Regions from separate parts of the Mus musculus genome. Here all the other regions are linked to region 1. The links are chromatin contacts, called in public HiChIP or PLAC-seq and promoter capture Hi-C maps. All regions are on one chromosome and are shown on one strand. Each heading gives the region's core, a stretch centred on a gene start, on an enhancer-like site or on the middle of the called end of the contact. The rest is flanking DNA. Distances are from core to core; before and after follow the strand shown.

Region 1 (4,297 bases), core at 1,095-3,594:
ATGCCAGGGCCAGGAAGTGGGAGTGGGTGGGCTGGGGAGCAGGGGGAGGGGGAAAGGGATAGAGGGAGGGAGTTTTTGGAGGGGAAACCTGGAAAGGGAATAACATTTGAAATGTAAATAAAGAAAATATCTAATAAAAAAATAAAAAAACATGAAACTAAGTTTCTTTTATAGATAGTAATGTAGTCCATTTCTGTTAATTTTTTTCACACCCCTTTAAAAAAAAAAAACTTTTTGTTTTTGGAAACAAGATGTCACCATGTAGTCTAGCCTGGCACTTTCTAAAGAAAAATCCCACCACCTTTGTCTCCAATCTGCTGGGCGCAGAGGTGGGTAGCCCCATGGCAACTCTGCTAATGACTTAGTGGGGACACACAACAAACTCCACTTACCTTGAAAGCTAAACCCAAACCAAAACAAAACACCTAGTATCTGACCCAAGCTTAGGTCTCTAACAAAGAAGAGATGATTTATTTGTCTTGGACACTTGAGTTCTCACTGTGAATAGTTGGGCAAAGATAGATCCTGTCACAATTCAGGAAATTTTTCTTTTTAAAAACTGAACACGGCCATTTTACATTCTTAAAGCAACGCAGCAGAGCGGTTTAAATGGAAAACGAGCTTAGATGCTAACTGTTCCCGACTCTTCTGGGAAATCCGACAAAACTAAACTAATGAAACGCAACGTCTCCTTTTATAATTCTAACTGTCACATTAAATTGAAGGTGAGGACAAAACTGCAGCATCTGTTAACGCAGCCGAGGGAAGAGTTGTGCTGCGCATGTCACTTAATGCACAAGTGCAGAAGTCAAGTTCCCTAACGAATCCAAGTGCTTCCACTTTGTCTCCAGGGAATGTATAAATTAACCATTCCCCCTCCCTTCCTCCCTCCTCCCTATTTTAAATGTAGATAGGGCGACCCTAGCCTTTTGAATTTGAAGGGCTGCTATCTCGGGCCCATTCTTTCCATCATCCTGTTTTGAATGACACTGAGCACGTATAGATTCTCTTATAAAAGCACCCCTAGGATGCTGGGCTCCTTTCTTCAAGCTGCTAGCTAATTTTGCATAGCAATTAGTACTGACTTCTCCAAGTCTGCAACCCAAACACCTCTCCAGAACGTTCCACAGTCCCTCCAAGGTCCAACTCTGCGCCATTAGATTTCAAACCAGAAGGCGAGGAACTTGCGTAATGATTAAATTCCCAATTTGTGTGAAGACACAATAATCTCTGACTACGCGTTAATTCCAACCTTAGGCCGCGACTGGGCAGCTAGGAGCCAGCATGTACGTCCTTTTAAAATCTATTCTACGTATTCACTGACCGCGCCGGGCCGGGCCACATGGTCCTCTCTCGCAGCCAGTCAGCTGTAGGCAGCAGATGGGATCATTTGCATTTTTCTTTTTAGACATTTTTTTTCCATCGGCAAATTAAAGGATTAAAAAAATTTTTTTTTCCGTTCTCATTGTTTACCAAAACCAGGCACGCAGCTTAAAAGTTGACTTGGGCTTTTCTTTTCCCTCCACCCCCACCCCAAGTCCCCGAAAGTTGGAGAACTGCGAGGGGTTGGTTTCTTATTTCTCAACTCCGACTCTGCAGTCCGGGAAACTAGGAGACGGTCGGTCTTAACTAACTCGGCGACTGGAGTCTCCCAGTTTTCCGCGCTGAGCCCCGTGGCTCTGAGTTGGTGGCATGAGGGTCCCCAAGCGCGTGCTTCGCTCCGCAGCCTCAAGCGGCAAAACTTGGGCTCTCGGAACTCAGGCTTTACGGGAGAGGGCGGCCACCCTGCCGGGGGAGTGGCCAGGGCTCCCCCAGAGCCCGGGGTCGCTCTCCAGTATACCCCCCCAACCACGAATCCATGCAGAACTGGAGGGGGGGCGCACCCCGAAGTCTTTGTGCCCGGCGTGGCACGGGAAGGTCCGTGCGATGGTGCGGCGCCACAGCCGAGCGCCCCAAAAGCGGGGGGCGCGGGCGGAAAAGACACGGCGCGTTGCCTCCCACCCCCACCCCCCGGGGTTAGAGAAAAAGTAGAGAAAGAGGCGCCGGGGCCACGCTCCAGCCCGGAGAGCACGTAGCCGAGAATGCCGCGGGGCGCTTTCCCGTGGGTGAGAGCCGCCCTGGTCCGCCGGCAGCCGGCGCGGGCCCACGTGGAGCCGCGCTGTGCAGGCCGAGCGCACCCGCCCCGCAGCGCGCCCCAGCTCCCCGCCGCGGTCGCTCACGCCCGAGCGCCGCCGCCGCCGCCGCCGCTGGTCCCGCGTGTGCCCCGCTGAGGGGGAGGGGCGGCGCGGTGGGGGCGGAGGGCTTGAGGTTCCACTGCAGCGGGGGCTCCTGTGTCCTTGTGCGGAAATGACACACGGAGTCCCGTCACGTCACGCGAGAGCGCAGCGCACGGACACACACAAAGAGAGGGGAAAATACACGGCGCCCGCCCGCCCGCCGCCCCCAGCCAGTCGGCGGGGCCGCCCCGGCCAGGCCCTGCGCGCTCGGCCCCCACTGCGGCCCGCGCGCCCGCCCCCCGCACGTGGCGCCCGAACTCGGCGCGGGTCCCGCTCCGCAAAGTAACAACTCTCGTCCCAGGTGAGTGTGGGCCCCGGTCGGGGCCGCCTGCGAGCGGCTCGCCGCCTCCGCGCGGGCTGGAAGGGGGAGCGGGCGCCCACGGGCTCGTCGCGCCCCATTGTGCCGCGCGCCCCTTTGTGCCCGCTCGGAACGCCGCGACTCCATGGCGTTCCGGGAGCACGCGCGCCGCGGCCAGGGAGGAGGAGGAGGGAGGGGAGGACGCACGGTGGAACGGTCCGCGCCGCCGCCGCCAGGCCGGCCCCACTCGCGCCGCGCGCCGGCTCTCCACCCCCGGCGGGCCGGCGATGGAGCGGCCGAGGGCCGCCGGGGAGCAACTGCGCGGCGCCGGAGCGCTCGCGTTCGACCGGCCTGTGGCGGCGATGGAGGGGTGTCAGAGGGAGCAGAAGGGCGGGGAGCCAGAGGCCGGAGAGCCGCCGCTCGGAGGGACGCTGCCCCGGGGAGGCAGCGGAGGGAGCGAGGCTGCCGGCGGCTGGGAGCGGGGTGCGGCGAGCCCCGCCGCCAGGGGGCGCGGCACCCTCCCGGGCCGTTCCACGGCGCTCCGTGGTTCCCGCTGCCCGGCTGGAGGCGGGTCCAGCGCGGCGCTCTGGGTGTGCACCCCAGCGAGCGCGAGGCCTTCCTGGCGGGCGGTGGAGCCGGGCCGGGGCGCTCGCCGCCCCTCGTGACTTGTGCCCGCCACGATCGACGTAATTTCCCACGCAGACTTGGCTCGGGCTGTGAGGCGCGGAGTTGTGAAGGCCTTGTGGGCTGGGACTCAACTCATCTGAGTTCTTTTTTTCTTTTTTTTTTAAGTTTGTCCTAAAGTAGAAGTTTGATCGCTCAGGTGGCCCGCTTGGGAGTATTTTGGAGGTGGAGGCCAACCAGAGATGCTCAGAATTAATGTTCACTGTTTGGAAGTCAGAGAACTTCCTTTTAGAAGTAACTTTTGAATGTTTTCCTACAAGTAACACGTCACTGAGTAGAGGGGAGGGTGCCAGAAATCTATAAAGACCCAGAAAACCCAGGCGAGTGGGGAACGTGTGGAAATGTCCCAGATAGAGGTTTTAGGTTTGTCTCTGTTTCGGTTCCATGCCTGCAGTTTTTCTCTTTTTGCGACTTTCCACTTTTAATTCATAGGTGTTTGGGTTTTGTTTTTAAGCTTCATTTTCGGTGTATGTGTTTTGACTGCATATATATGCGCCATATCCATGCCTGGTCTCCTAAGAGGTCAGAGGAGGGCATCGGATTTACAGATAGATGGTTGGGAGCAGCCACGTGGGTGATGGGAACACAACCCACGACCTCTGCAAGAGCCACAAGTGCTCTTAAACGCTGAGCCATCTCTCCAGCCCCTCGTTTTAGAGTTTCATGTGTAAACCTTACAGGACTTCAGCTTCCTCGAATACTGGGATTTAGCCAGGATTTTTTTGTTTTTTTGTTTTCCTTTTTTGAGACAGTCTCCTGTGGTCCCTGCTGGCCTCAGACTTTTTTGTTATATAGGCCTGCGTGATCCTGAACGCCTGTCAAGTTACAGGAGTTACATACTTGGGATTACAAGTATGTGCACTGCACCTAATTTTTGTGGTACTTGATCGAAATTACGACTTTAGTTACGGTAGGCAAACATTTTACCAACTAAGTTACATCCCCAGCCCTAAGAATTATTTTTGCATTTTTAAAAATCTAAACTTTTATATATATTCTCATGTGAGACCAAGACACACCAAGAACCACTTTGGGCTTT
Region 2 (4,297 bases), core at 519-3,018, 510 kb before region 1:
TGCAGTTTCTAGCGGCCCAGCTAACGGCCCTGAACAAGTCACTTCATCTTTATTAGTATTATTTTAAACAAAATTTATTTTTTTATTGGAAACATTCATCAGCATCAACCAGTTTGAGTATTTAAAGTGCTTTGGTACATTTATATATATTTCACTATTTGAGCAATATATTTTTCCATTAATGTACTTAAAGAGATATTCCCCTTAACCTTGGGAGCTGGGGGGAGGGGTAAAAACAAAAACCTTTAACTTTTCCAGGATGCTCATCTCAAGATACTGAAAATGATGAAGTCACGTGATCTTCCCAGCTATTAGGGGGGCAGACCAGACAAGGCCCACGTGTTTGCACCTTTACACTGTCCCAATATGCCACAGGTCTGTGACTTAGCAGTAAAGCAGGCTTCCTGTGACTAGACTTCCATAGTCCAGAGTGGGAGAGCCCACCCCAGCTTTGTGGGGTGGAGGCGCTTATGACAAAGTTGAGGGCACAATGAGGACCTGCTTTAGGGGCTCTCTCAGATGTCAATCTAAGCAGCAAAATATTGAGAGTCAATTGGGGTGGGTTTTCGTGGGCAGGTCAGCAGAAAGAATCTCCGTGAAAGGGTTGTTGCTTGGTTCTGGGAATTGAGTGCACTGTCACATACACAACGAGCGACGCGAGACATCAAACCTTCTGATCACTAAGAGCGCTTAGTACTTCCATTTATTTGAGTACTCAGCAAACTCACACATTTCCCCACTCCACCTTCCAGTTAGGAAAACAAACAAACAAACAAAAACCATGTTTTAAATGGAATTGCTTTTCTCCTTGAACTCCTCGTTGAGGTTGATTGGATATCTATCTCCGAACCGCTCCTAACTTATGGCTAACCTATTAGCAGATGCAATAAAATACATGGGAAGATGAAGGCTATTTAAGTGAGAAATATTTCTCTGAGCTCTCTGGGGACTGGAGGAAGGGAAATGTGGATCTAACAGCCGTCCTATTGCTAGTTTTAGATTAACAGGTTTGGCAACAATGTTTTGTTAGCAGCAGTTAATCAGTGAAACCCATTACTTACGAAGGTTATCACTCCCAGCACAAACTGCAAATTGCAGTTTCCTTCTCTCCAGGCTGAAGCTAACATTCTTAAAAATTTGCATCTCCAAGTAGTATCTCATTAGCAGAAGCAGGGTAAACAGAAGCGCACTAGAAACCAGGTTGAGGTTTGTAGTTCAGTCTTGTTAGCCACTGTTTTTTGGTGTTGGTGAGAATTGTGTGTCAGAGAGAGCTAGGAAATGGTGTCTTCTTCTATCACCAGTTGCAGAAGGCACTGTCGAGTCCAAGTATTAATCCATAGACTTATTTAAAAAAAAAAAAAAAAAAGGCCCGGTCAGTTCAAACTCTAAGTGGACGTGCTCATAGATTTGAGAGGAGGCTTTTTAGTGACCCTGGAGAGCCACTCTCTTCTCAAAGCCACCTCCATTAAGCCCCATACCTCTCCCTTGTCCATGACTTCCTCGCCCTCCTACCCGCCCCCGCCCCACATCTGTTGACTCAGCTGATTGGGAAAATCCATGGCTTCATATTTCCAACGGCCCCTGCCTGTGTTTCTAACATATTTATCCAATCCCTCTCCCGATGGGGCCTGGGGGGTGTCCGGAGAATCCAGAGAACCTCAGAGCAGAATCCGGCAGCACTAACCGCCTACCTAGGGGGCTCCATTGCTCCAAGTGGAGGCTGTAGCATACAGTCCACAAGAAACGCTCTGGCGCCCCTGGAGGTGAGCACTGGGGAAGCCGTTTCCTTGATGGGAAGAGCTAGGGAGAGAGATCTGCGAGGCCTGAGCCTTGGAGATGTTCCGTCCCAGCCTCACCTCTGGAAGGGTTGTGGCTCAACACACACCTGCATTCACTGCCCAGAGCCCCAGCTCAGCAATGACAGCTCAGCCGCAGTTCAGCGTTTTTTTGTTTTTGTTTTTTTGGGTTTTGTTTTTTGTTTTCCTTTTTGGCTCAAACAGCTCCAGAGGGAATAAATTTGAGTTTTTTTTTCTTCCATTGTGTGTGCGTTGTGTATATATTTAGGGCCTTTGACTCTCATTCCTGTTGCGGGTTCTGTTCCCCAGCCCATCCCCTGTGGCCCTCCCAAGTATCCCCCACCCTCTATCCCCTCGCTTAAACTCCCCAGCATCCTCCCACCCCACCCCAGGAGGATTCTGTTCTCAGGTACAACTACCCTTTCTACACTTCCAGTGAAACACTCTTCCCCTTTTGCTTGTACCTCCGTATCCTTCCTCCACTTGGCTCTCGAAACACTTGGGGGCGGGGGGGGGGGGGGAGGTGTTTTATTTCCTTCTTTTGGCCCCTCCGCTCTCACCCAGAGTGAGAACATCTTGTGTCTTACAGCCTTACATTTCCCACCAGGAAACATTTCCAAGGGCCTCGGTGACTTGTGAAAATTCCTTCCAAACCTGTCTCTTGGAAACAGGATGGCAGATGAAAGATTTCTTCATTAAAATTAGACACTTTAAAGAGGCATCGGGTAAAAAGCTCTGGAAACCCAGTCTGCCTCTAGCTAAGGAGAAGGCTGCTAGGAGGCCTGAGCTTCAAAAGGAGGTGGGGATTCAGGACAAGACGGTTTGTGCCTACTGGGCTGGGCTGTTGACTTACAGTCAACTCTTCTCTCCACAGTTGCTGCTTAGAGCCCCTCTGGTAAGGTGTCTGGGAGTCCTACTGACCTGCTGTTATAATAGAACAGGATATGATTTATGGCTGAGAGGCTGGTCAAGCTCCAGATGAGGTTTCAAGCAATGATTTCTCATCTGGGCATCTAATGTTTGATTATACAGCTGGGCGGTGTCCCTTGTAAGGCTGCTTTACTGCCGAGAGCCAGTCCCAAGCTGGGGGGCAAAAAGGACCAGCAGAGTTCACCTGGAGCCTGGAGGAAACGCCTGGGCAAAGCCTTAGGAAACGTGGGACCTGGAAAGCAGCAGCTGTCTGATTCTGGCTGAGTGTGGAAGGAGGAGGCAGCAGAGCAGGGTTTCCTGGGGAGCAGATTGGCCTTGGGGGGCTTCAGGCACAGCAGACTCCACAAAAAACCCCCCTTTGAGCAGCTGAAGGACAGCAGGCAGGTGATTAAAATGAAGTCGGGGTGGTGCCAGCCTGTGGATAGAAAGATTCGGCTCTCTTCAGCTGAAGATCTGTCCCTTGACCAGAGGCCTCAGTTCTTAGATCCTGAGAACTTCAGGCTCTGCTCCCCTTGACTACCAGGTGACACTGTTCCTGGATGGCAAACCAGGCTGCACTCTTAGCCACCTCTGCCCTGTCACACACGGCTTGAGTTCCTTCAAGAATGGGTCTAAGAGAGGGAGTGACCATTCTGTTACAGGAGACCCCTAATGTTAGCAATCAGACACCTCCATGGCATGTAAGACTCTGACAAGCCTTAGCTTACTCAGGATCCCCGAGTGGACAACGCAGAGCTGGAGATTGTTGCAAAAGCAAGAGGTATTTATTGTTCCAACGCACTGGGGTTGTCCTGCACCGGAAGGAGAGGTGGCAACCTCGGGCAGCCCGTTCAGCCAGTTTTTATACAGTTTTCAGGGGTAGAATAGAATGTGATAGGCAGAGCAGCGTGACTTTTAAACTGATTGGTCCTCAGGGAATGAGGTAGCAAGGGGTTTCCTTATCTGCGGCGGATAGCTAACTGTAGGTCTGCCCTGAGGAGTGTGTCTGTGTGCTCTGGGCTTCCCTCATCTGCAGGTTGGTGCCCCCTTTGGTCTGAGGAATGTAGTTATCCTTTCCCTTCTCGGGGGAGGGATACCTATGTGCTCTATGACCGTTCTCTTCCAGGAGGGGAGAGGTCTGGTGGAATTTTCCATAGTTCCTGAACTGACCTCTTCAGAGACGTGACACATTCCCACTGTCACCTCTTGTTGTATGTCCTCCTGCGCATGTGTGTCATCCTCTGATAAAGGGCCCACTCCCCACCCCCACCCCACCCCCACGGGCCTTTTTCCCTCTACCTCCATCAGAGGCAGCTTCTGTATCCCCTCCCCACCTCCCTGAATAAACCTCCCACTTGTTGTATGGTATGACGTTATGGATCCTTCACCATACACCCAACACCTAAGTCCTCTGCCTTCTGCTCTAGCTCCCTTGTGCTGGGGATTGAACCGAGAAACTCACACAGGGTAGGCAATTGCTCAATTACTAGGCTACCTCCCTGGTCCTTTTTGGAGTCACTTCATGTCTCTGAGTCTGTTTTTCTTTCTGTGGTAGAAGAGATCTGGTTCACACGCTTCATCCTGTGTCTGAG
Region 3 (4,297 bases), core at 1,332-3,831, 460 kb after region 1:
CTCACTGCCACAGACTTAGGGAACAGGGTGTGAGGGCTCTAGGTGGGGCCAGTGTTCTGCCTGACCCAGTGCACAGGAATCCCGGGATATTGGTTGCTCTTGAAGAGGGAAACTAGACGGCTAGAGACAAGTGTGGAAGGAGGAGGCTTTACTTCCTTATCATTTTTGTTATAGAATTTTAAATTACCTGCTAGCCTTGAGCTCATAGGCTCAAGCGATTCTGTCACTTCAGCCCGCAGAGGAGCTGAGATAACAGGATTGAACCACCTACTTCCCACTGACTGACTTAGTGACTGATTAATTGAGACAAGGTCTCACTGTGTAGCCCTCGAACCCTCTATATAGGTGAAGCTAGTGTCAGATTCACAGAGATTAAAAACCTGTGCCACTCCCAGCCCCTTTTAGCCTTTTGTGTATCCTTATCTGCATACTTACATTCCCCATACAAGTTTTTTGTTGGTTTTGTTTTGAGACAGGGTCCTGGTTGTCCTGGAACTCACTCACTATGTAGATCTGGCTGTCCTGGAACTCACAGAGTTCCAGCTTTCTGAGTGCTAGGATTAAAGGCATGCACTACTATGCCTGCCTATGAAAAGTTTAAACCCCTTTAATGTCATGTCCTTAATGCTCATGGGTCTCTTCAGAATTCTAGTTGACCATTCAAGCTTGACTGAGCAGTGGCATAATCTTCCCCGAGTTCTATTTCATGCTTGCTGTGAGCCGTCACCTCCCGTCAGCACTATCCACAGAGCTTTCTATAGTGGTGGAAAAGCCTGGTCAGTAGCAGCCACTGAAGCACTTACAACCATGGAGGATTAGGGTTGTGGCTAGTGCAACTGGGAGACTGTGGCTAGTGCAACTGGGAGACTGGCCTTTTCAGTGTGGTCACTTGATTGATTTAACTAGTCACATGTGTCTAGACATGTAGCTTTGAAAGAGAATGCAGAGAGTTCTGAGATAGGTGATTTCCCATGTATGGCCAAGCTACCTTAATAGTAGACCATGATCCAAGCCTCAAGCTTCATACTGTGGCTGGATCCTGCTCCATTGGATCCTGACAACCACTCGAAAAGCTTACCAGATACCCCAGCATCTCATCCTGTAGGCTCGATGCTTCTGGGCTCTTTTTATTTTCTTGTTTATTTTTGCCTTGGTTTTTGCTTTTTGTGTTTGTTTTTTTAAACAAGGTTCCAGGTCTCAGTACGTAGCCCAGGCTGCCCTTGAATTAATATGCTCTCACACCTAGCCCCTGGCTTTGGGGTCACATATGTGACCATCATGCTGGCTTTGCTGATTTTTATTACCAAGCTCTTGGAACTGTTTCTTCCACTTGCCTGGCTGGAAGGGACTGCTTTCTGGACGCTCTCCTGGTGGGTACGTCTGTTCTCTTGGAGCACAGCTTCACCCACCATCCTGCTCCTTTAATGTTCCTTTCTGAGCACAGGAAGTGCCTGAGAAACAGCAAGCTGGAACAAAACTCCCCTCTTCCTGTTGTCTTATTATCCCTGGAGATTGAGAACCACCTTCCTCCTGACATTGACATTGACAGGCCTGGGAAGTCCTGGGCTAACAGAAACTGGGGGTGGCCATCCCAGCCATGGCCCTGGGACTATGGTCCTGTTGGCATTCCAGGGGTGTGGATTTGGACTCATGCCAGGAGCTCTTGAGTCTTCCTTGCTATCTGCCATCTGTTGGTCTGTCCTCATGTACCTTACCTTCTGAAAATTTCAGTTCTGTGCCTAGGGGATGTGCCTGCAGAGGACGAGGCTGTGGAGTTTGGGAAAAGTGGACAGACTAACTCCCCAAACACCTTCATGTCATCTGGCAGCACAGTCAAGGACCCCAGGTCCTCACTCTGGCTGTAATCCTGAATCCTTTGGCTTTGCATGGACTACTGGAGCACTTGGGTTTCAGCTTCGTGTTGTAAATACTCAAACACTCATCCCCTGTAGCTCTTCCTGCCCCTCAAAGGCTTGCCCAGTGGCTGCTAAGCAGCAATGCTGTGCGTGGTGAGCTCATACCTAGGGAGGGTCCCATCTTAAAAGGATGCCAGGCGGCAAGTGCTAGATCCTGGGTTCTGTTTAAGGGAGGGAAGTGCGCTCAGGAGACCCCACATGTGGCTCCCACACTGAGTAAGGGCTGCTGCTGTTTCCTGGTCACCTGTGAGCCCTGAGTGTCTGAGGTGCCTATGTAGTGGGAAGTGTGGCTTTGCCTGCTTTATAACTGGGCTCCCCTTGCCAAATGCACTATAGCTGTGTCATCACATAATGTCCCACTTCACTGTGAGTAACCTTTCTGTCCCCTCTCTGGAGTTAACTCTGATCCCTTTGTCTTTAACAGACAGGCATTCTAGGTCCAGTGTGTGGCTGTGCGTGGACACCGTCTCACATTATGCAGCTAATCTCCCCATACTGTCACAGATCCAACCACTGGGGGCATTTGCTTGACTGTAGTTTGAAAGCCTTTTTTCCCCATTGTCATTTACGGGAATTGATAAATGACTCATTATGCCGTGGTCAGCCCTTTCCTGCTCTTTGTCACAAAGGGCCTGCCCAGTCAGATTAAAGTGCACAGACACCACAAGTTGCCCAGTCAACAGGTCAGCTTCTGTGGCTTTGGCAGAGGGCACTGAAGTGAGGCTGGCTTGATGGCTCAGGCAATGGATTCTGGAGTGGAGGCTGTTTGTGAGCCTGCTCTAATCTAGTGATTTACAGGCAGGAGGCTTTGTGAGCTTTGAAGAAGGCAGGGCTATGTGGATGGTAGTGTCTCGTGTATACGAATAAAGCAAAAAAAGGTCATATATTCCCTCAGAAGTGTGTACATACCTTTCTGGAACGTACTCAGTCTGATTGCACTGTACCAAGAGGCTCTGGGGAATGTCTTCCGTATGCTTGCAGGCCATCCATTTATGAACTAAATGGCATTGGGTAACGTGTCCCTGGAGCTCTCAGGGGAGTGAAGGGTTTAGAGTTCATGTGGAACACAACACGGCCCAGTGCCTTCCTTTCTCTTATGAGAGGAGGCAGCTCAGCCCTTAGCATGTTTCTGCAGTGCTGTGCAACGGTCTGGGGTCCTGCTCAGTGCTGGCAGTCATCAGTTAGTAGTACTCTCTATAAGCAGTCTCTCACTTCATCTGTCATCTTGGGGGGCTGAATGCAGCTTTAGAGACCAGCTCTTCAGCTGACGTGTGGAAGGAAGGTTAGGGTTCAGTTGTGATAACTCACTGTAATCCCTGGCCACCTTTCTGCTCCTTCCTGGGTGGAGGTGAAAATCATCAGATGGTAGTGACAGGCAGTGACAGGCCTGTGCAGTAGAGAGAGCAGCGGCAGTGACATCAGTTGAGTCCTGCCACTCGGCACAGTAACTCAGCTCTGTGCTGCAGAATGTCAGAAGAAAGGACCATCACCTACCCGAAGGTTTGTAACTTGGGGGCTTCCCTCCCTCCAACAGTGACGGTGCTTCCCACTTGTGCTGTGACTCTGGGCTTGCAGACTCGTGGGTACAGAAGAATCTTCATCTCTGGGGAGCCTGAGCTCTGACAGTCACATCAGAGGAAATTGCACCAGATGCACCTGAATGTCCTAAACCTTCTCATCCTTTGTCAGAGGAAGAGACTCATTCAGGCTCTGAGTCAGGGTGTGCCTCGTGGCAGCTGATCCTTGTCAGTGGAGCTGTGAGAAGCTGTTCAGGGAGGTGGCCAGGGACAGTGACTGTGTCTGCTGGACATTTGGGAGGAGGAATTGAGGTGGATTTCTGCAGAGAGAGGGTGTTGCTGGGACCTGCTCTCAGGAGGCTTCTGTCAGTACTGAGGCACTGTACAGATAGCTGGCAGTACCCAGACCCTCTGAGGTGGCTGGGCTGGCGTTCCTCAGCCTGTACATGGTTAGCATTCTTCTTCTTCTTCTGCTGCTGCTGCTGCTGCTGCTGCTGCTGCTGAGAGGAAGGAATTCCCAAGGCCCAGAGAGCTCACACAGGACTCTTGCTTCCTACCTCACTGCTTTTCCGTTAGTGCCTATGTGTCGGTATTGTACATGTTGGTATTATAGATGTATAAAGATGAGGTCTATGCACAGATGCTTTCTGCTCTGACTAAATGTATATGCAGATGTTTAAGATGAGAAAACAAGCTGTGCTTGTGTGCTCCTTCCTGTACAGCAGGGAACTCGTCAGAGCCTTGTGCTCAGCTGTAGTAAGTACATTTGAGAAGGGCTCGGTCGTTCCTGGAGTAGCACAGAGGGAGAGCTCCTGCAGGTGAAGGCTAGAAAGGGCTGTGAGGCCAGGGGTGCAGGCGTGCAGA
Region 4 (4,297 bases), core at 1,219-3,718, 460 kb before region 1:
GAAACTACCCTTGTCCGATGGATGACTTTTTCAGAAGCACAGGTCACCCAAACAGCCATCCATACACCTTATGCTTTTAATAGATACTTTAGACACTTATAGGGACTGTCACTGTTCCTGTCCTGGTCTCTTAGCACAGTAATGGCAATGAGATCTTTTACCCTCCCATTCTTCCTTGAGTGTGTGTGTGTGTGTGTGTGTGTGTGTGTGTGTGTGAGTGACAAGTCCCAGTGCTTTCTAAAGGTTCTCACTTTTGGGGGGGTCACTCAAAGCATTGTCAAGCAGATTAAATTATCTGGGGTGTTTTCAGTTGGCATGCTTTCCAGAAGGCCAAGACCACTGCCTTCAGACTGAAGGCATCGTAGGCTAAAGGAGGAAAGAAGAGTGGCCTCATCTCTGGTGTTCTGGCCCCACTGGCAAAGCCACCAGCAGGAAAGGAGACCTCAAACCATGGTGGCCAAGAAACGATTCTCACACTAGCCATTAGCTCTGGTTCAGGGCTTCCACTCTGGCTGTAAGCCAAGTGCTCACGTTCCCACCATGAAAGCAAGAGGTTGGTGGGCTCGGATCGTGTACACCGGGCGAGTTGGTAAGTGGAGGCTCATTGCTGTGCTTTATAAACTTTGCCTCAAGGTGATAAGAGACCTTTTGTAAATGTGGTGACAGAGGGACTAGTGAGACGATTCTCCTACGGTGCTCAAAAGGAAATTAAGCTTTGGACTTCCACAACTTGGATTTGAATCGAAACTCTGCCCACAAGTTAGATAATCTTGGACAAATTCCCCAATCCTATTTCTCCACTAGGAGGATGAAGATAGCTAGCTGTTTCTTTGGAGATAGCTCCAAAGAAATATTATGGGGAAACACCCAGAAGAGCCTGCATACCCTGTGAAGATACTCGTCCTCCTCCCCTCCCCCAGGCCTCGTCCCCCCCCCCCACCATAGGACGTAGTCAACCTACTTTGCACATTCTTCTGTGTGTCCCCAGCCCAGGGAAGGAGCAGTGTCTAAGTTAAATGCTGGAGGAACACCCATTTCTCTTCTTTCTGTAATCGGTTAATAAACAATGTTTATTATAACAAACCAATGTTTTGGCTTGTTGCCTGCTTGGATAGATGGGAGAGCTCACCCTCTGCGATTGAATGGACAGGCCTGAAGTCAACACCGGGTCCGCCACCGACAAGCTCTGACTGAGCAAATATTTCCAAGTCACAGCTTCCTTCTTGGTAGTATGCTACCGGACGCCTACTCCACTAGGATTGGCAAGAGTCGCTACAGTGGTTCATGTGTGGTCCCCGCCATCTCACAGAACTGTTGGCTCACTGGATATTAAGTAGGGTACAGCAGTCATAGGGTACAGAGACATGCCTGCCACTTCATTAAGGTCTACACGTAGAAGTGAGACTCACCAGCTCAGCCACTGAGTACCCGAAAGGGGGGCGTGGTAGGTTGGCCGTAAGGCTAGTTTTTCATTTTAGCCCACAGATATGGTTATCTTGAGAAGCTAGAGTAAGAGTCATCTGCCAAATGGACTACCAGCTCTAGGTGCTCGCCCACTGATGGGTTACCCAGACATTTCAATACTGCTCTGCAACCTCCTAACTGAACAGTAAGATTCCTCAAGTAATCGTCCCTCCCATGCCTCCTTTTCCAGTTGGATAAATTAGGTATGAACCCGAAAAGAAGAAAATAGTGTGTCACAAAACAGAGTGTGCTTTCAACTCAGGTTCAAGGGCTTGAGTGATCTTGGCTCTTAACTGTCTCTCGGCTGTAAACTGCTAATGGTGTACTAAATAGCATTGCCAGCTGTCATAGGTATTGGATCAAAACGTTGATGGTACCTGGCCACCCAGAGTGCTCAGAGAAAGCGGTAAGTGACACGATGGCTGCATCTCACCTCCGCCTCTAACAAGCAAGGTGAGGGGCGCTGTCTCTTGGAGGAACGCCCAGGTGGACATACAAACCTTTTATTTTTTTACTTATTCTGGTTTCTAATTCGGAGGCACCTCCTTTTGAGCGGAGGCTCCAGGTCCTCAGGGCCAGCGCTGAGCATGGGCGAGGAGATGACGCACGGCGTCATGGCAGCCTTCTCCGCGGGTTTTGGCACAGGCTGGATCACGCAGCCGGTCTTGGGCAGCATCCGCAGAGCATAGGCGTGGTCCTCGTCCGCGGGGTTATTGAGGTTCGGGTCCGACTTGTCGCCCCCCGCCAGGGCTTCCTCCCCCATCAGTTTTTTGGTCGCTTCCCCGTCCAGGTGGCAGTTGGAAGCGCAGTTGTTCTCCTTGACCGACTCCAGCTCGTTCACCACAGGCTCCTCGGACGACAGTAGCTTTTTGGGAGGGGCTGGGGGCGGCGGCTGCTCCGGCGGGGGCTCCGCGCCCTTGGCCTCGGCCGGGGCGCTGCGGGTGCCGTTCACGATGACGTTGCAGGCGGCAGCGGCCTCGGGGCCCGCGGGGGCGCCCGGGCCGGGGTCGCCGGCGGCGGGCGGGCTGCAGTGGCCGTCCCTGCAGCCGCCGCAGGTCCTGCGCTCCGCGGCTCCCGGCTCGCGCTCCGCCTTGACGTGAGCGTGCAGCGCACGGTGTATCACGTTGTGCAGCCGGGCTCGGTGGCCCACGGTCAGGTCGATGACGCCGTCCTGCGGGCCGTGCAACACGCCCGCGAAGCCCGGCTGGCCTCCCGCACCCGCGGGGCTGCCTGCGCGCCGGGTCAGGTCCACCACCTCCCCACGACCGCGCTCCGCGGGCGCCAGGCTCAGAGCCTGGCCGGAGCTTCCGGGTGGCGAGTCGGCTGACTTGGAAGAGCCCTGCTTGGAGTCCCGCGGGGACAGGGAGCGTCCACCAGCCTTGCCTCCCGCCGCCGATGAGTCGCCCGGAGCGCTCGGAACGAAGCTCTCCCCGTTGCTGGAAAATCCGTTGGGGGGCTTGGAATCGTTCACATGGGGAATGGGGATAGGGATAGGGATGGGCACCGGCAGGGGCACTATCACTGGGTACGGCACGAGCAGCGTGGGGGGCGGCACCAGCGGGGCCAGCGAAGGCAGCCCGAAGTTCATCATCTGGGGAACCGGCATCGGGCCGTTTGGCATCATGCTAACCGGAGGGAAGGGAAGGCTGGGCAAGGGCGCGCCCGGGGGCGGCGGGGGCAGCAGCCCTGGGGGGTTCCCAGGCATGGTAGGGGTACTTGGGGGGTGGATGTGGGGCGATAGCATGGGCCGGTGCATGGGGCTGGAAGTGGGGCCTAGGTTCCTGGGGCCTCCGGGCGGGGCCCCAATGCCCGGGAGCATGGGGTTGGACAAGGGACTATTGGGGTTGGAGGCGTGGTGCGGTGGTCCGCGGATGAAGGGCGGGCGGATCTGCTGGATAATTTGCTGCTCCATGAAGATGGGCAGGGGCACTGGGCCGCGGTTGGTCATCACCATGGGAGGGCTGCGAGGCGGGACACCCAGTGGAGGTCCGATGCTAGCAGGTGGCTGGACCGAGACGGGAGGGATGCTCGGAGTCTCGCTGATGGGGAGGGACTTGGGCACTGGCGTGGGGATTTTAGTGACAGAGCAGTTGGCAGTGTCAGATGGAGAAACGGTGGTGGACGAGGATGGGCCGGGGCCCTGGCTTTGGCCAGCTGCAGTCACGGGGGAAGGGGCTTTCCTCCGAGCATCTGTTAGCGGGATATTCCAAGAGTCTGGCGTGAGCAGCTGCACCCCGGTGCCTTCTGCTTTACTTTCCATGTGAGGGTGGAGTGTGCTGCACAGCCCGGCTGGAAGATTGGCCTGTGTCTCTTTGTAGAAAATGTCCATTTTGTATTGATTGAGACATTTTGCACTGCAGAACTGAAGCCTTCTCTCCCCGTCCCCAAAATCCAGGTATTCTTTTGTGTGCCTTATGTGTTTACACCAGTCACACACCTACAACACAGCAATAGAAACCACAACAGGTAAGATAAGCAACTTTCTTGGGTACATGGCGTTTCATGTTTCACATAAAGGCTCTATTAAACTCTATCATCATTTCCCAAATAAGTTGAAGGGTACCCTTTACAGGGTACATTTCTGAAAGATTTATGAAATAAAGAATTTGCTTTATAAATAGGATCCTCAAAATTAGCAACAACCATTCTCCCCCCCCCCCCCGCCGCCCCTTTTCAAAGATGGCTCTGACAAAATGGAGTACACCTGTCCAGGACACTTACCCAGTGCTCCTATGAAGTACGCCTGCCCTGCACACCTGCCCTGCACACCTGCCCTGCACACCTGCCCTGCACACCTGCCCTGCACACCTGCCCTGTACGTATACCTAGGACA
Region 5 (4,297 bases), core at 760-3,259, 440 kb before region 1:
CCTAACCCTGACCCTAGCTGGGACAGAGGAGCCACAGCAGCATAGAGTACAGCTCTGGGCCAAGGCCCTCCATGACAGAGTATGCCCCAGTCCCCTAGAGAGCATGTTACACTGCAGAATGCTGCTCTCTGCCTGCAGTGTGTGATTAACCCCTGCTTGGAATAGCCAAAAGGTGGAAACAACCCAAGTGTCCATCAGTAGCTAACAGGGAAGATGTGGTATGTCCATTCAGTGAATATTATTCAGTCATAAAAAGGGCCAGAATGCTCGTTTGTGCCATAATATAGTTGAATGTTGAAAATATACCAGTGTGAACTAAGTACAGAGGAGTACACATGATCTCACTTGTATGAAATATCTTGAAGACTCAGGCAACTTCCTAGAGTAAACAGAAGTTATCAGGGGCTGAAGGCTTGGGGAGAAATGTGGTTTTGCTTACTGATTGTTTAGGGTGATGACAGAATTTTGGCAACAGAGACTGACGATGGTCCCACTATACTGAGATGCCATCAGACTGCATGCTTAAAATGGCAAATACTACGCCACATACATTTAGCATACTTAACCCCAAATCCCCTAGCCCTACCTCCAAGTCTCCTAGCCCTGTCTCCTAAATATGGATGGGCCCACAACGCTGGTGACTCTGGAGCTGACATTTTAATTTCTTGCTCTTTACTCAAAAAAAGAGGGAGGCTAGACAAACCCTCTCTGCGCTCTCTCTCTCTCTCTCTCTCTCTCTCTCTCTCTCCTTCCCTCCCTCCCTCCCTCCCTCCCTCCCTCTCTCTCTCTCTCTCTGTCTCTCCCTCTCTCTCTGTTTTGCTGGCTGTCTGGAAAAGTCCAAGCTTTTGTGCCTGTGGACCAATGTTAACACAGGCTGGAAATTAAAAAAAAAAAAAAAAAAAACCAGCCCTATCTGTCATTTTGCATCTGTGCCAACCAGAGGCTGCTGGCCCGACCCTGTGTGTCTCCCTTTTGTGGCTCGCTCAGTTCTAAGCCACTCTGCTAGATATCAGGAGCACTAGTAACTGACCACTAAACTACCAGAGCAGGACAGAAGCAGATTCCACTCAGAACGGGCAATGGGGGAGTGGAGAGGCTTGTCACTCAGGCCTTGTCCTCAGTGTCCCCAGCCCACTCCAAACCCACATTACCAGTGTTAATTTTTACCAGGACTTGAAGTCATGCTCGATACATAAAGTTTCAAGAGGATGTGTGTGCCAAGCCTCTAGACAGTGGCTTGTGAGACACCTGTGCACAGCCCAGAGGACATAAGGCAGATGTTTCATCCAGGGTCTGCCAAACTGCTCCAGATCTCATGTTTCGGGGATCCTCTTTTTTGATGTAACTTGGGTTCACCTCAAGTTCACTGGCTTTCCCAATGGTATTACTTAACTTCTTCAAATTTAATATATTTTTATTCATGCTTACTTGAGTGTTGTATTTCTATGCGTGCACGCTTAATTGAGCAGAGTGGGCTGAACAAGCTGAGTTTCCTGCAGAGGGAACACGGCACAGCTTTTCCACTCACCACCGCAGCTCAGCATCCTGACCTCAGCGGCTGACGTATAAATATTCATGATGATACAGGTGAACACAGTGCTGGCTGGCTGACCATCTCATGGAGCTGCTGCTCCTTCCCCTGGGCCTAGAGAAGGCCATCATTTTTATTCAGCCAGCAGACAGCACTGTGGTTTTTTTGTTTTTTTTCCTTCCTCCACGACTTGCTGGGCTGTCATGTTTAAATATGAAAATGTTGCTTATAGCCAAATGTTAGTGACAGCAGCCTGTGGCGTCTATCATGGTTTGCACTCTTACTCTTACTAAAAATAGCCTTGCTCTCTGGATTTCTTCAAGCTCCACATCTGCAGGAAGTTTCTGTTGCCATTGCTGGCCTTTTCCTTTCTTCCCTGAAGATTGCTGTTCTTTGGCTCTGCCAGGATCCTCTCCCTCTCCCCTTCCCTGGGAAATGAATGGCCAATAAACATCCCAGGCTCAGATGTTTTAACAAAGGCCTCACGGGTGTTCCCCATTATTCCCCCTGCCTTGCTTCAGAAGTCTTTAGAACAGAGGGAGGTGGGCAGCAGCAGGAGGCAGAGCCGTTTGACCTTCAGAAGTAAAGCCAGAAGGCTGACAGCACAGCCTGGGCAGGCCGAGAAGCAAACAGGGAGGGCAGGCTTCTGGGACCCTCCATGTAGTGATTCCAAGCACACAGCTGCTCCCACCAGCGGTCTGGAATCACAGTCTACCAATGGGAACCTAAGTAATAATGAATTCATTTAAAAGCTTCCAGGGGGACAAATGGTTAATTCCTTTCAAGGCAAGTATTCAAAATTGCTTTTTATTAATTCTCTCTCCAGCCTAGTGTGTGTGTGTTTGTGTGTGTGTGTGTGTGTGTGTGTGTGTGTGTGTGTGTGTGTACATGCACATGCATGTATGGGGGTGGGGGGAACACTATGGCGGAACCAGTCAGAAGATGGTGTTTGGAACAAGATTTGGGCCTTTAGCAGAGTGAGTTCCAGGACAGCCAGGGCTACACAGAAAAACCCTGTCTCGAAAAATAAAATAAAATAAAATAAATAAATAAACATGTGGGCCTTTAGATATTCTCAGCCCTCTGTAACATTGTCAGAAAGCACTCAGTGAGCCCTTCTGCCCTCCACTTCAGGTCTCTGACTCAGCTACTCAGTGGCAGGTGAGAGACCCTGGGATGTTACATTGTAACCCTATGAAATCTGCTAAAGCCTTCTGAGAAGCCATGCACAAGCTCACAGATTTAAGACTGCATTTTTTTAGTCCTGCCTCCCCTCCACACACTCCCTGATATCTCTGGGGGCCAGTTCCCTCCCAAGTATCCTCCACTGCAGGATCCAGCAAAGATTCCTCTTACAGAAGACACTCCAGAGGGGGTTCCAGAAAAGAACAAGAGTCCAGCTCTGCAGACCCGTGTGGACTGTCCCAGTCAGAGAGCCCCGGGATAGCTCCACTCCTCTGCCGTGAGGAGTGACCATCTTGCCCCTAATACCTGACAGCTGGACAAGAGTCTGATGGAGTAGCTTTGCTCAAGTGTTATCATTGGTTCCCATGGAGCTCAAAAGCTTTGTGACTGTAACAGCCATCTCCATTTGGGAGAGGGGATGTGACTGAAAAGAGGTGACTATGAATATGGTGAGCCGTTTGGATCCCAGCTTGGCTTTATGGTAACTGGACATTTTGTACTTAGAGTGAGGCTTGGGGTTCCATGCAGAACTAAGATGGGGCTGGAAATGAGTTAAAAGTGCAACATGACAGCTGAGACCCATCATGTGTCAGCTATGGCTTGTAGGAGCGTCTCCCAAATGTCCATCATTCAGGGAAATTGCCAGGGTGCTGCTACTGGGAGATGGTGAAACCTTAGGAGCTAGGACCCTATGAGAGACTCTGAGGTCACTGGGAAGCCTTTAAAGGGGACAGTGTGACCCTGTCTCTCCCTCTTCTAGTCCTTTCTGGTTCCTGGAGAAATGTGAACCATTATTGCTCCAGCATAGCCCAGAGCATGGAGCCATTTGACTGTGGACTAGAACCTCCTACACTTTAAGGCAAAACAAACCCTCTTTCTCTTTAAAGCGACTATGTCAGGTGTTTGGTTCTAGTAATGGAAAGCTGATATAGTAACTCTTCAAGGTCTTGACCCACTGCCCAGTCGTCCTTAATGCTTCTGATCTGGTTTAGTCCTTCCCTGCGGCCAGTGATGATGTGAGGTCATGCTCAGCTTCCTCTAGCTATAGGTCTCCTGAGAACCTCTGTTTCCTTCCTTCCTTCCGAGGACACCTATGCCAAGACCATCAGACTTCCCTGATTTATAAGGGCTGGCAATATAAAAGGTAACCTTGTTTAACAGCTAGTACAGACCTTAATGGAGGGAGTTTTGAAGATGGACTATGGTACACAAAGTAGCAAAGATGGCTACTTTAAGATAAGAGTATTGGAATGCCAATTTGCAGTTCTTATCAATCATGTGTTTGGGGGAATTCATAATGCACATATGAACATATCAGTACAGTTGTACATGTTTAAGCTTATAAATAAAAACATATGAGGGTATGCTTGATTTTTAACTTGAGATTATATAATCAAAAACCTACTGAAATTGCAGTTCTGTGAGAGACACATCGGACCTTACTAGAGAATCTTAGGAAACATAATCAAGAAAAATGTCCACTATTAGAGTGAGTCACTGAGCACCACATAGTGTTTACAAGGCTTTAGATTCCAGAGAAAGCACAAAATCAAAAGACAGCTATTACATTTACAGTCCTAT
Region 6 (4,297 bases), core at 975-3,474, 420 kb after region 1:
ATATATACATACACACATATTTATATACAGATATGTTAATTTAATGTATATGCACATGTGTATATGTACATATACACATATGTTAACATAATATCTATATATCACTGAAATGGTGCCAGCTGAAAAAGAAAAGACTCTCAAATGGAGACACAAAAGGGAGAGGGAAGCGGTAGGCAGGATAGGTACTCAATACTAAGGTACCAGGATCTACCCAGAGACCCCATTAAGCCATACACTCTAGGCTTTAATCACACAGATCTTTCTAATTGAGTCTAGTGTGGTAACCAGCTGAAGGTTAACTAAGGCCCCAGGTGATTCTGAGTGGGTGAGCAGACTGTTGTAAAGCTTGAAGAGAGTTTGGCCCCAAACAAAGGCAGGCGAGCCATATTGAAGCAAGACTAAGACTTAAGGTGGGACGGTATCTCAAGAGAACAGACTAGAGGGCTTAGTGAGTTGATGGACAGGGAGAGTGAAGGGCAGTGTACAGACCCACGGGTAACGGTGTGCTTCCCGGTTTTGTTCTGGCTTGGGCAATGACACCTCTGCTTTGTTTAGAGTGTTCTGGGCATTTGGAAGAGCCCTCCAGAAGGCCCTCACAGATACGAGCCTGGGCAGGGCTTCTGAAGCTTTTTCTACTCACAATCCTTTTGTGCTAGACAAGCTTTGCAAAGCACAGGTATACTGAGATACAAAGTAGGTATACAAGGCATTAATTGCTAAATCATAAAGGATTTGATTTTAGAACCATTCTATGGAGTCTAGAGTAGTGCCTCAGCAGCTAAGAGCACTGGCTGCTCTTCCACAGGCCCTGAGTTCAAATCCCAGCACCCATAAGGCAGCTCTCAACCACTTAAGACTGTAGTGACATGGGATCTGATACACTCTTCTGGTGTGCAGACATACATGCAGTCAAAAGACCCATATACAATAGATAAATAAATAAATAAATATAGATATTTACAAAATTATTTGGTGTACATAATTCTACTATTAAAGATGAAAGTAAACCTGCATACCAATAAATGCATAGACTTGCTTATTTTTAAATAAAGAATTAAATCCTGGCTGTAGGTTTCCTCAACGTTTTTCATTTTTTTTCAGTTTACCAATATTTTGATTTGATATATCAGTGCTGAGAACACCACTTTGCATAAATATGTTGTACAAAATTGTAGGAGCATGTTTAGCGCCATATTGGGAAAAAGCTGAATAATCTCACATCAAAACTTATTTAGTGATTTTTGAATGAGACTCAAGTCAATAACTCAGCCATTTTTAGAATCAAGCACCTTAAAGCAACAAATCCCAAAGATGCACGCATTTCACACTTAGGGTATGACAAGCTGAAAAACGATTTAGTAAAATATTAAAAGGTTTTGCTTTCTGAAATTAAATAATTATGTTTCTACAAGTTTAGAAAAGTTGCTCATATGTTAAATCTTAATAAACAATACTCTCGATTCTGAGTTGAGATGTTTCCGGCAGCATTTGCTGGGCAGTGCACACATACCCTGCTGCAGAGAGTCGTGAGGAAGCACCGCTGGGTGCGGTCAGAAACACCTTGAACTCACAACTCACAGTTTGATTTTTGAATTAACTTTGCCCACTGTCTCAGGAACACTCCTCCTTCCCTTTCAAAACTGCTGTCACATTTTCTCCTACATTTGTGGTTGCGACCTACAGCTTAAGTAGATGTTCAAACACGATGTGGTAGAAATCCTAGTTTTTTTTTGTTTTTTTTTTTAAGCCACCAATTTTTTTGTTTGTTTCAAATGTGCATGCTACAAAACCGCCCCGTCCCTAAGCGAGCACAGCAGCGACGGGACTGAGATGGCTTGTCTGAGAAACCTCTCCCTAATCGCGCGGGTTGACTGTCGTTCCACTCCACGGCTCAGGGGTTCAAACTTTTTGACGTTCTGACTCTAGGGGATTGACTCAGCGTGTACGGTAAGAGCTTAGGTTCGAATCCCACTTCCCACTCAGGAATGTAGGCGGTCGGGGGGGGGGGGCGTGCCGTGCGGCGTGACCCGGGGCGACCTTGAACTTCCGAGTCCTCCAGTGTCTCAGCCCTCCCTGGTCCCCTCCTGGCCATGTCCACTCACTTCTCGGAGAGTCCGGCCCAGCATAGCCCTCGGAGTCAGCCGGTAGCACCGGGTCCCGGAACAGAGGAAGGAGTCAATCTCTGCCACCGGCGTTACATGGGCGCAGACATCTTGGCTCCTCTTTAACAACGAGCGCCTGGATTGGTCGAGTTCCGGGCGGCGGAAATGATCTCTGCACACGATTGGCTCGCGCGCCGGCGACCGGAGGCGCGCGGACAGGCAAGGAGACCGCGGCCGGGGTCGTGTCAGGAATCCGCCTGACCTAGGAATTGCTAGCCTTGTTTGCTTGTCCCTCTGAGGACTCCCTGCTTGCTTGCTTTTTTTTCCTTAAGGGGAAGGAGAGCGTAAGGAAGGAATGGCCAGTGTACTGACTGGACGCCAACTGGGACATTTCTGACGTGGGGAGCACAGTAGCAATTCTATTTTAATTCCGTCGCGGCTTTAGGTTGAGTTTGCTTCTGAAAGCTCCCCCTCGCTTAATTGACCTGTGGGTTTGGCAGATTTTGGCTGAATTGAAATGTGTTAGTTTGACCTGCTTCAGGTCCTTTCTCTCCACCGTCGCACCCCCCACCCCCGCTCCTCCTTTCTTTTTTCTTTTTCTTTTTTTCTTTTCTTTTTTTCGAGGAAACGTTCTCCATCCCTGCTCAGGATGGGCGTTTTGAAGACCTGTGTACTTAGAAGAAGTGCTTGTGCCGCCGCCTGCTTCTGGAGAAGGACAGTTATCCCAAAGCCACCATTTAGAGGCATTAGTACTACGTCTGCGAGGAGCACTGTCATGCCCGCTTGGGTGATAGATAAATATGGAAAGAATGAAGTCCTTCGATTCACCCAGAACATGATGTTACCTATCATACACTATCCAAATGAAGTCATTATCAAAGTCCACGCTGCCAGTGTAAATCCTATAGATGTTAATATGAGAAGTAAGTTGTCCGGGTTTGTTTGGTTTTAAATCAAAATTCACTGGGCACACAGGTGTTTTGTTGTTTTTCTTTTGAAACAAGGGGTCGTTGTCTAGCCCAGGCTGGCCTCCAATTCATTGTATACCACTGACTAGTCTCCACTCTGCCGCCCTCCTGCTCTGCCTCTCCAGGCCTGGGATTTAGCAGGTGTAGACCACACCTAGTTAATAGACTACATTTAGGTTGGCGTGAGGGAGTCATTTAGGTTTCTTATTACATGTATTTATTTTGTGTTTGGGTGTGTGGAACAGGGCCCAAGTGGAGGTCAAAGGACATCTTGTGGGAGTGAGTTTCTTCCTTCTACCAGGTAGGCTCCGGGCATTAAACTGACCACCAGGCTTGGTAGCAAGCACCACTATAGGCAGAGCCATCTGGTTTCTGATACTATCCCTGCAAATATTTACGACGTTTTGTTGTCACAACTGCTAAGGTATACTTTAATCTTTTATTAAATGTGTTTGTTTCCTTTCACATATGAGTTGGGACCGAGAAGTGATATCTACAGTTAATTTGCTCTGTGGTAATTTTAGGGTCCAGCACAGGCTCCAGAGTTTGGCTATGTTTCCCCATCAGTTCAGAGTCTGGGTCTATGTAATTCCTGTATCCTTCTTGCTGTCCCACGGTTCACAGCTTCTGTTATAGGCCCAGTGTACCAAGCAACAGAGCAGAACTCCTGATAGGGGCACAGCATCCTCGTCATTTCTCATATCCCCATTCCCCACTCCCCACCTCCAGCTTAAATGTGTTTTCTTGTTATACACCCGCTGAAGCTGGGATAATGTTATCCTAATTTCTCTTGCTGGGTCATATTGAACAGCTTGGGGAGAGCATTCCTTAAATGTATTCTTATATTCTATACTGTGGTTCTATTATAGTGGTGAACAAATTGATTTGTATTTATAAATTACTTTAATTCTGGAAAAAACTGGCAAAAATATTGTCAGTCTCGCTTATGGGAACTCACGTGTGTCTTCTGAAGATGAATATGTTCTGAGATGACCAATTCACAGGAAGTTAACTACCTAGTGGTTAAGGAAGCTGCCATGTTTAACCCTGGGTCAGTGTTCTGAAGGGCTTGTGTGGGGGCCTACAGTGGCCTTCAGTGCCTCAGCAGGAGTGCTCATGTATGACTTAGTGTAGGGCAGTGATTGATATAGCACAGGATTTAATTCCAAAGAGGTTTCTGGGATAGAAGAACTGTGTATGTCAGTGAGATGGCCCAGTGGGGAAAGG
Region 7 (4,297 bases), core at 733-3,232, 370 kb before region 1:
TCTGGGCAATGCATGGTATGAAAGACATGACTAAGCAAGTGTGTAAGAACAGTCAAACCTCCTTCTAACCTCCCACTTGGTACTCAGCATCCACTCACTACAGTACTTTGTGATAATTTTCTTAATGCTTGGCTTATTTTGACCAAGCCTGGTATGCTTCATTTTGCCACTCTCAAAACAATATGTTAACTATTTTTATATGGCTACATCTTCCATAATTTTAATAGAGAAAAATTATACTCCTAGGTAACGGAATAAATTTCTGTTTGTATAAACTAACTCTACAGTTTATAGAATCACTAATACTTCGTATTAGCTATTTACTTCAAGCACATAGATGAGATACATTTTTGTCTCCCAGAAGTGTTCAATAATTTTACTTATGCACGTAAAGTTCTATGTGTTCATTCTTCTGTTGACTTCAAAAGAAAAAGATGCTAATATAGGAAAAATGTTTTCCATAACTCAGTTTTAGCTTTTCATTGATATCTATTTCATTCACAAACGAGACATGTGAGCCAACAAAGTCATGTACACAAGATGCACACACCAAATGCAATGTTTCATGAATGATAAAATGTGATTCAAGTGGATAGATATTCTTATTATTAGTGCTATGATGACATGATATCGATTAATTTCCTCTGAGAATTATTATATAATACACTGGGCCACAGCTTTCTAAATGACCACATGGCTCTCTCTTATCAGCCAGCTGATTTTCACAATTGCCAGAAGCACACATCTGTTTCAAGACCTGACCAGGTTCTTTCACCCAGGAAGAGGGAAAGTTCAAACCAACTCAGTGTCTAGAGCTGTTGAAACATCTGTACAAGCTGGCTGCTTCTTCCATGCGGCCTCTCTTCATGAATGTCTCTCCTGTCTTGGAGTCAAGGCTTACAGACAAGGTTGTACCACATTTCTCAGGCACAAACTAAAGCATTGGAGATATATAATCAATTCAGGCCATCTTGCCAGTCAGGTTCACACATGTGTGGAAACCATACTACTAACCCATTGGATACCTACAAATTGTGTTTGGGCACGTGGCTCTCAGGTATGATTGAGAGCGTCTCTAGCAAGTGTCAGAGATTAATAGAAATTGCAACCACTGTGCATATCGCATGTTCCCAGGTAAGTTTGTTGAGGGGTGGGGTGGCAGAGGTGTACAGAAGGATGGCCCTTTGATAAACAGATAACCTTTGACTGTGTGGAGAGTTTGTAGAGGCCATGGTTAGGTCACTCAACACATCAAGGACACACAGGCTGAATTACTGGGTTAGCTTATTGCTGCTTTTTACAAATGCTAAGCCACCGAGTGGGATGACGAGACACCATGCCTGACTTAAGGCCAACTTCCAGCACAGGCTGCACTAGATGTACCTGATGTAACTATAACAAGGAGAGCAATGGTTTTAAGTGCACGTTACAGAGCAACAGCCCCCTTCTACACACACACACACACACACACACACACACACACACACATGTATTGTGAATGACTTTATTGAACACTTCCAAAGGTCTTCAACTATGCGACCAAACAACGTTTGCAAGTCCTCTTCCCCAGCACAAACCCTACTGTCTAATAAATCCGATGTTTTTTAGTTTTGATACTGCCTGGTGTGTGGAGGAAAAATATCCTGCAAAACAAACTAACAGACTTCTGAAGGCAAGAACACAGAATCAGGAGCCTCTGTCCACTGTGAGATGGCAATTCTAGGATTTGGTGGCACAATAATACTGCTAACCAATTGCAGTTTGGTCTGGGTCATGCGCTATCTGTAGCAGAAAGAGGCAAGATGGCAGATGCCCTGGGTTATTTTAATTAATTTAATCATGTGACTAATTGGTCTCTGCTGGGTTTCTGTGGTAACTGCTTCCTAAGTGCTGATGGGCAATTGTGTTAAATGTAGCTTGGAATCCGCACGTAGGGCACAGTGCCTCAGAGAGCTCCTGAGGAGATGCTTGCAGCTGCACTAGGAAGGTGCCCTGCTGGGCCTCTGATTGTTTGAGTGCGAGCACGCACAGCTGCGTAGAGCTGGGGACCCAGGAACTGCCTGCCCTTCTGAGGGAGCACTGACCTACTGTGGTCACCACAATGAGCAAGAACTCACTGTGGACACACGACAGTGATCTGTGGTCAAATACTACCCGGGTTCTGCAAGAATTTGGGAATATGATTAGAGAAAAAAAAATCTATTCTAAAAAGGCATTGGATGGGAAGAGAGAAGGGAGATTCGGGGCTCTCGTCTGTGAACCTAGCATGTGTTGTTCATAGCTGCCCGAGTGGTACTAATGAACCATCCTTTGAAACGCCTTCTGGGTCTATCTTATTCCCCATTCTCTTACAGTGCCATCTCCTTCTTGCCACCGAGAAGGTGCGTGGGAGAATGGGTGGGCGGGTGGCCGGTTTTAGAGCACAATCCACTTCAGACAGATGGAAGGAAAATGACTTCCAAATTCTCTCATGAAGTGGGATATGTTTGTGTTTGTGCAATGCATTCTAGCACCTGTGCAGAGAAAAAAAAATGTAATCACAGATTTCCCTCAGAAGGAGATTTAAAAGAGAGAGAGGAAAAAAAAAAGAAAAGAAAAGAAAACCAAACCACTAACTGTGACATAAAGACGATGCCATACTTGAGAAATCTCTTCCATCTGCAGCCCAGACAGGCTCGCCTACAAGAGCCTCTCCCCTGCCCACCCCAGCCCACCCCAGAGCACATTCCCCAAACTCAGAAGAAACTGTTCCCTGGGATGGTCTCTGTGTTTGCTGGAATGGCAGCCTGTAGTGCTCTTTCCAGAATAGCAGCAGGACAGTGTGGCATTTTCCCTGACAGATGCCACAGAGTACCCCACAATAGCCATTCTGTGCCCTGTGTGTTCCAGACTCCTACCAAGAAGCAGCTCCGGTGGACTCCACCGCCACTCCCCTCAGCAGCTCTCCCAGAAAAGAAGTCATATATTGGTAAATTAAGCCAAATTGGTTCCAACTAAAAATTTCACTGTAGAGATGAACACTTAATGGGCTGACCAATTAAATTCCTTTGAGCGGTGGCAGAGGCCTGTTAAATGGTACGATGTGTCAGACAGGACATGGGGGGGGGGAGCAAGATTTACCCAACCCAACATCTCGCTTCTCACTGTGTGTCTATCCTTCCAGGGTGGGTCGGTCTACTACAAAACTTTCTGCAGATCATCAAAGATCATGATGCAAACAAAACGATGAGAACACCCACTTCAGACGGTTGTCTATGCGGGTTGATGCACCACTCAGCTCAACTCACTTGTAATGTGTCTCTTTGATAGTCACATTATTTAAGTGGGGACGCCTTAGCTACCATGCATTTATCAACCAGGTTCTTTGGAGAGGAAAAGTTTAAAGTCTGGATATGTAGTTCAGGTTATCCTTGAATTCGGACTCTTTCAGCTTGACTTGTCTGAGGGTTGATGACAAGCATACACTATCATACTGGGATCTTTACTGGCATACTTTAAAATAGAGCCTTCCACTCTTCCCCCTTGGTAGTCAAGGGGTCCTCTCAAAAAAGTCCCCCAGTGTTGGTCAGTCCTTATGAAAAATGAGCCTCAATCCATGACTAACAACACAGCTGGATGGCGTAGACTGGGGCTCCATCTTGTTTGGAGAATGGAGAAACAGGCCAACACAGTGTCGGTGTGTCTCTCCCTAGCACAGTGACACCCATGGCCAGGGGCTCAGTGCTATGGGGAGAAGCTGCTCACAAGCTGCCCACCTCACTGTCTGTTGTCTCCCTTAATGCTTCCCCGACAGGCCATTTCTGGCTTCTTTTACTTCATTATCACCTGATTAAGAACTCATAGCTCATTCCAAAATCTGTACATTCCTTTTTACTATCTGATCAATATACCCATTGTTTCCAATTCTCCAACAAGACAAATGTATACTTCAAAAAAAAAAAAAAGATCAGCCATTGGCCAGTTTAAAGGATAAATATGATCCCATTAAGACAGCCTCCAGGGTAAGCTTAGACAGCACCTTCACATAACCTGGTGAGATTTCCAGTAAAGTCAAGAAGGATCCGATGGTGAGAACCCGAAGGCTCCTAAATTTCTGCAGTTGTGATATTTCATACAGACAACGCTCTTAGTATTCCCAATAGGTTCTCAGCCCCATTGTGAGTCACACTCACGATGGAAACAAAACAGAAATTATCATAGCACCTCCCTTAGAAATTAAGTACAGTCTCACTGAACTCTTTGGAATTTTTGTAGCTATGCCCTGGGTTTTGTGTGTAATTCTAAAACCCAAGCATTT

The links. Promoter capture Hi-C pulls out the DNA fragments that hold promoters and counts their contacts. HiChIP or PLAC-seq counts read pairs in DNA pulled down with a chosen protein or histone mark.
Region 2: a contact with region 1 is called in an H3K4me3 HiChIP or PLAC-seq map of embryonic basal ganglia, with 6 times the contacts expected there. The contact joins the enhancer-like site here to the promoter of Bend3 in region 1. A contact is called at or near these places in 8 of 39 promoter capture datasets (the 3T3-L1 cell line, cranial neural crest, frontonasal cranial neural crest and 3 more), 2 of 15 datasets of contacts at CTCF or cohesin (the NIH/3T3 cell line and pro-B cells), 2 of 484 Hi-C or Micro-C datasets (the AtT-20 cell line and the N1E-115 cell line), 12 of 115 datasets of contacts at active chromatin or transcription factors (craniofacial prominence, embryonic basal ganglia, embryonic forebrain and 7 more) and 1 of 9 other capture datasets (embryonic stem cells).
Region 3: an H3K27ac HiChIP or PLAC-seq map of extraembryonic endoderm stem cells shows a contact between it and region 1, with 3 times the contacts expected there. The contact joins the enhancer-like site here to the promoter of Bend3 in region 1. A contact is called at or near these places in 8 of 39 promoter capture datasets (the 3T3-L1 cell line, 3T3-L1-derived adipocytes, the C10 cell line and 3 more), 1 of 15 datasets of contacts at CTCF or cohesin (large pre-B cells), 1 of 484 Hi-C or Micro-C datasets (bone marrow-derived macrophages), 2 of 115 datasets of contacts at active chromatin or transcription factors (extraembryonic endoderm stem cells and large pre-B cells) and 4 of 9 other capture datasets (adipose tissue, embryonic stem cells, liver and 1 more).
Region 4: a contact with region 1 is called in an H3K4me3 HiChIP or PLAC-seq map of forebrain, with 5 times the contacts expected there. The contact joins the enhancer-like site here to the promoter of Bend3 in region 1. A contact is called at or near these places in 3 of 39 promoter capture datasets (cranial neural crest, hippocampal neurons and maxillary cranial neural crest), 3 of 484 Hi-C or Micro-C datasets (the N1E-115 cell line, cortical neurons and nephron progenitors), 11 of 115 datasets of contacts at active chromatin or transcription factors (acute myeloid leukemia, astrocytes, cardiomyocytes and 7 more) and 1 of 9 other capture datasets (embryonic stem cells).
Region 5: a contact with region 1 is called in an H3K4me3 HiChIP or PLAC-seq map of forebrain, with 5 times the contacts expected there. The contact joins the enhancer-like site here to the promoter of Bend3 in region 1. A contact is called at or near these places in 3 of 39 promoter capture datasets (cranial neural crest, liver and maxillary cranial neural crest), 1 of 484 Hi-C or Micro-C datasets (the N1E-115 cell line), 8 of 115 datasets of contacts at active chromatin or transcription factors (astrocytes, embryonic basal ganglia, embryonic forebrain and 5 more) and 1 of 9 other capture datasets (pancreatic islet).
Region 6: a promoter capture Hi-C map of fetal liver shows a contact between it and region 1, with 9 times the contacts expected there. The contact joins the promoter of Qrsl1 here to the promoter of Bend3 in region 1. A contact is called at or near these places in 15 of 39 promoter capture datasets (the 3T3-L1 cell line, the C10 cell line, HPC-7-derived erythroid cells and 10 more), 7 of 484 Hi-C or Micro-C datasets (CD4 T cells, the HL-1 cell line, Sertoli cells and 4 more), 6 of 115 datasets of contacts at active chromatin or transcription factors (astrocytes, cardiomyocytes, craniofacial prominence and 3 more) and 3 of 9 other capture datasets (adipose tissue, liver and pancreatic islet).
Region 7: a promoter capture Hi-C map of hippocampal neurons shows a contact between it and region 1, with 4 times the contacts expected there. The contact joins the enhancer-like site here to the promoter of Bend3 in region 1. A contact is called at or near these places in 3 of 39 promoter capture datasets (cranial neural crest, hippocampal neurons and second pharyngeal arch cranial neural crest) and 5 of 115 datasets of contacts at active chromatin or transcription factors (embryonic basal ganglia, embryonic forebrain, embryonic hindbrain and 2 more).

What each region holds. Positions count from the first base shown.
Region 1 is chr10:43,476,796-43,481,092 of GRCm38.p6, forward strand. It overlaps Bend3 (BEN domain containing 3), which reads left to right and starts at 2,345. Exons shown (of 4, transcript NM_199028.2): 1 at 2,345-2,577.
Region 2 is chr10:42,971,218-42,975,514 of GRCm38.p6, forward strand. It overlaps Gm5079 (predicted gene 5079), which reads right to left. Exons shown (of 3, transcript NR_153349.1): 3 at 66-1,341. Among named protein-coding and RNA genes, the nearest start is that of Gm5079, 18 kb to the right of the region's middle. Within about 2 kb of position 1,769, at least 94 of the 459 cell types and tissues checked have an H3K27ac peak or open chromatin away from gene starts, as enhancers often do. A contact at or near this core is called in craniofacial prominence and embryonic basal ganglia, where this site is marked.
Region 3 is chr10:43,941,375-43,945,671 of GRCm38.p6, forward strand. All of the region lies in intron 8 of Rtn4ip1 (reticulon 4 interacting protein 1), which reads left to right. Among named protein-coding and RNA genes, the nearest start is that of Gm40636, 25 kb to the right of the region's middle. Within about 2 kb of position 2,582, at least 51 of the 459 cell types and tissues checked have an H3K27ac peak or open chromatin away from gene starts, as enhancers often do. A contact at or near this core is called in 3T3-L1-derived adipocytes, the HPC-7 cell line and extraembryonic endoderm stem cells, where this site is marked.
Region 4 is chr10:43,019,018-43,023,314 of GRCm38.p6, forward strand. Sobp (sine oculis binding protein) reads right to left here. Exons shown (of 7, transcript NM_175407.3): 6 at 1,965-3,901. The coding sequence ends at 1,976. Among named protein-coding and RNA genes, the nearest start is that of Gm47815, 14 kb to the right of the region's middle. Within about 2 kb of position 2,469, at least 71 of the 459 cell types and tissues checked have an H3K27ac peak or open chromatin away from gene starts, as enhancers often do. A contact at or near this core is called in cortical neurons, forebrain and nephron progenitors, where this site is marked.
Region 5 is chr10:43,041,587-43,045,883 of GRCm38.p6, forward strand. The region is part of intron 5 of Sobp (sine oculis binding protein); the gene reads right to left. The region is part of intron 1 of Gm47815 (a long non-coding RNA gene); the gene reads left to right. Among named protein-coding and RNA genes, the nearest start is that of Gm47815, 8.8 kb to the left of the region's middle. Within about 2 kb of position 2,010, at least 71 of the 459 cell types and tissues checked have an H3K27ac peak or open chromatin away from gene starts, as enhancers often do. A contact at or near this core is called in embryonic forebrain, forebrain and neural tube, where this site is marked.
Region 6 is chr10:43,899,512-43,903,808 of GRCm38.p6, forward strand. It overlaps Qrsl1 (glutaminyl-tRNA synthase (glutamine-hydrolyzing)-like 1), which reads right to left and starts at 2,225. Exons shown (of 11, transcript NM_001081054.2): 1 at 2,103-2,225. The coding sequence starts at 2,126. Rtn4ip1 (reticulon 4 interacting protein 1) reads left to right here and starts at 2,296. Exons shown (of 9, transcript NM_130892.5): 1 at 2,296-3,025. The coding sequence starts at 2,752.
Region 7 is chr10:43,104,454-43,108,750 of GRCm38.p6, forward strand. All of the region lies in intron 4 of Sobp (sine oculis binding protein), which reads right to left. Among named protein-coding and RNA genes, the nearest start is that of Gm51799, 58 kb to the right of the region's middle. Within about 2 kb of position 1,983, at least 42 of the 459 cell types and tissues checked have an H3K27ac peak or open chromatin away from gene starts, as enhancers often do. A contact at or near this core is called in embryonic basal ganglia, forebrain and hippocampal neurons, where this site is marked.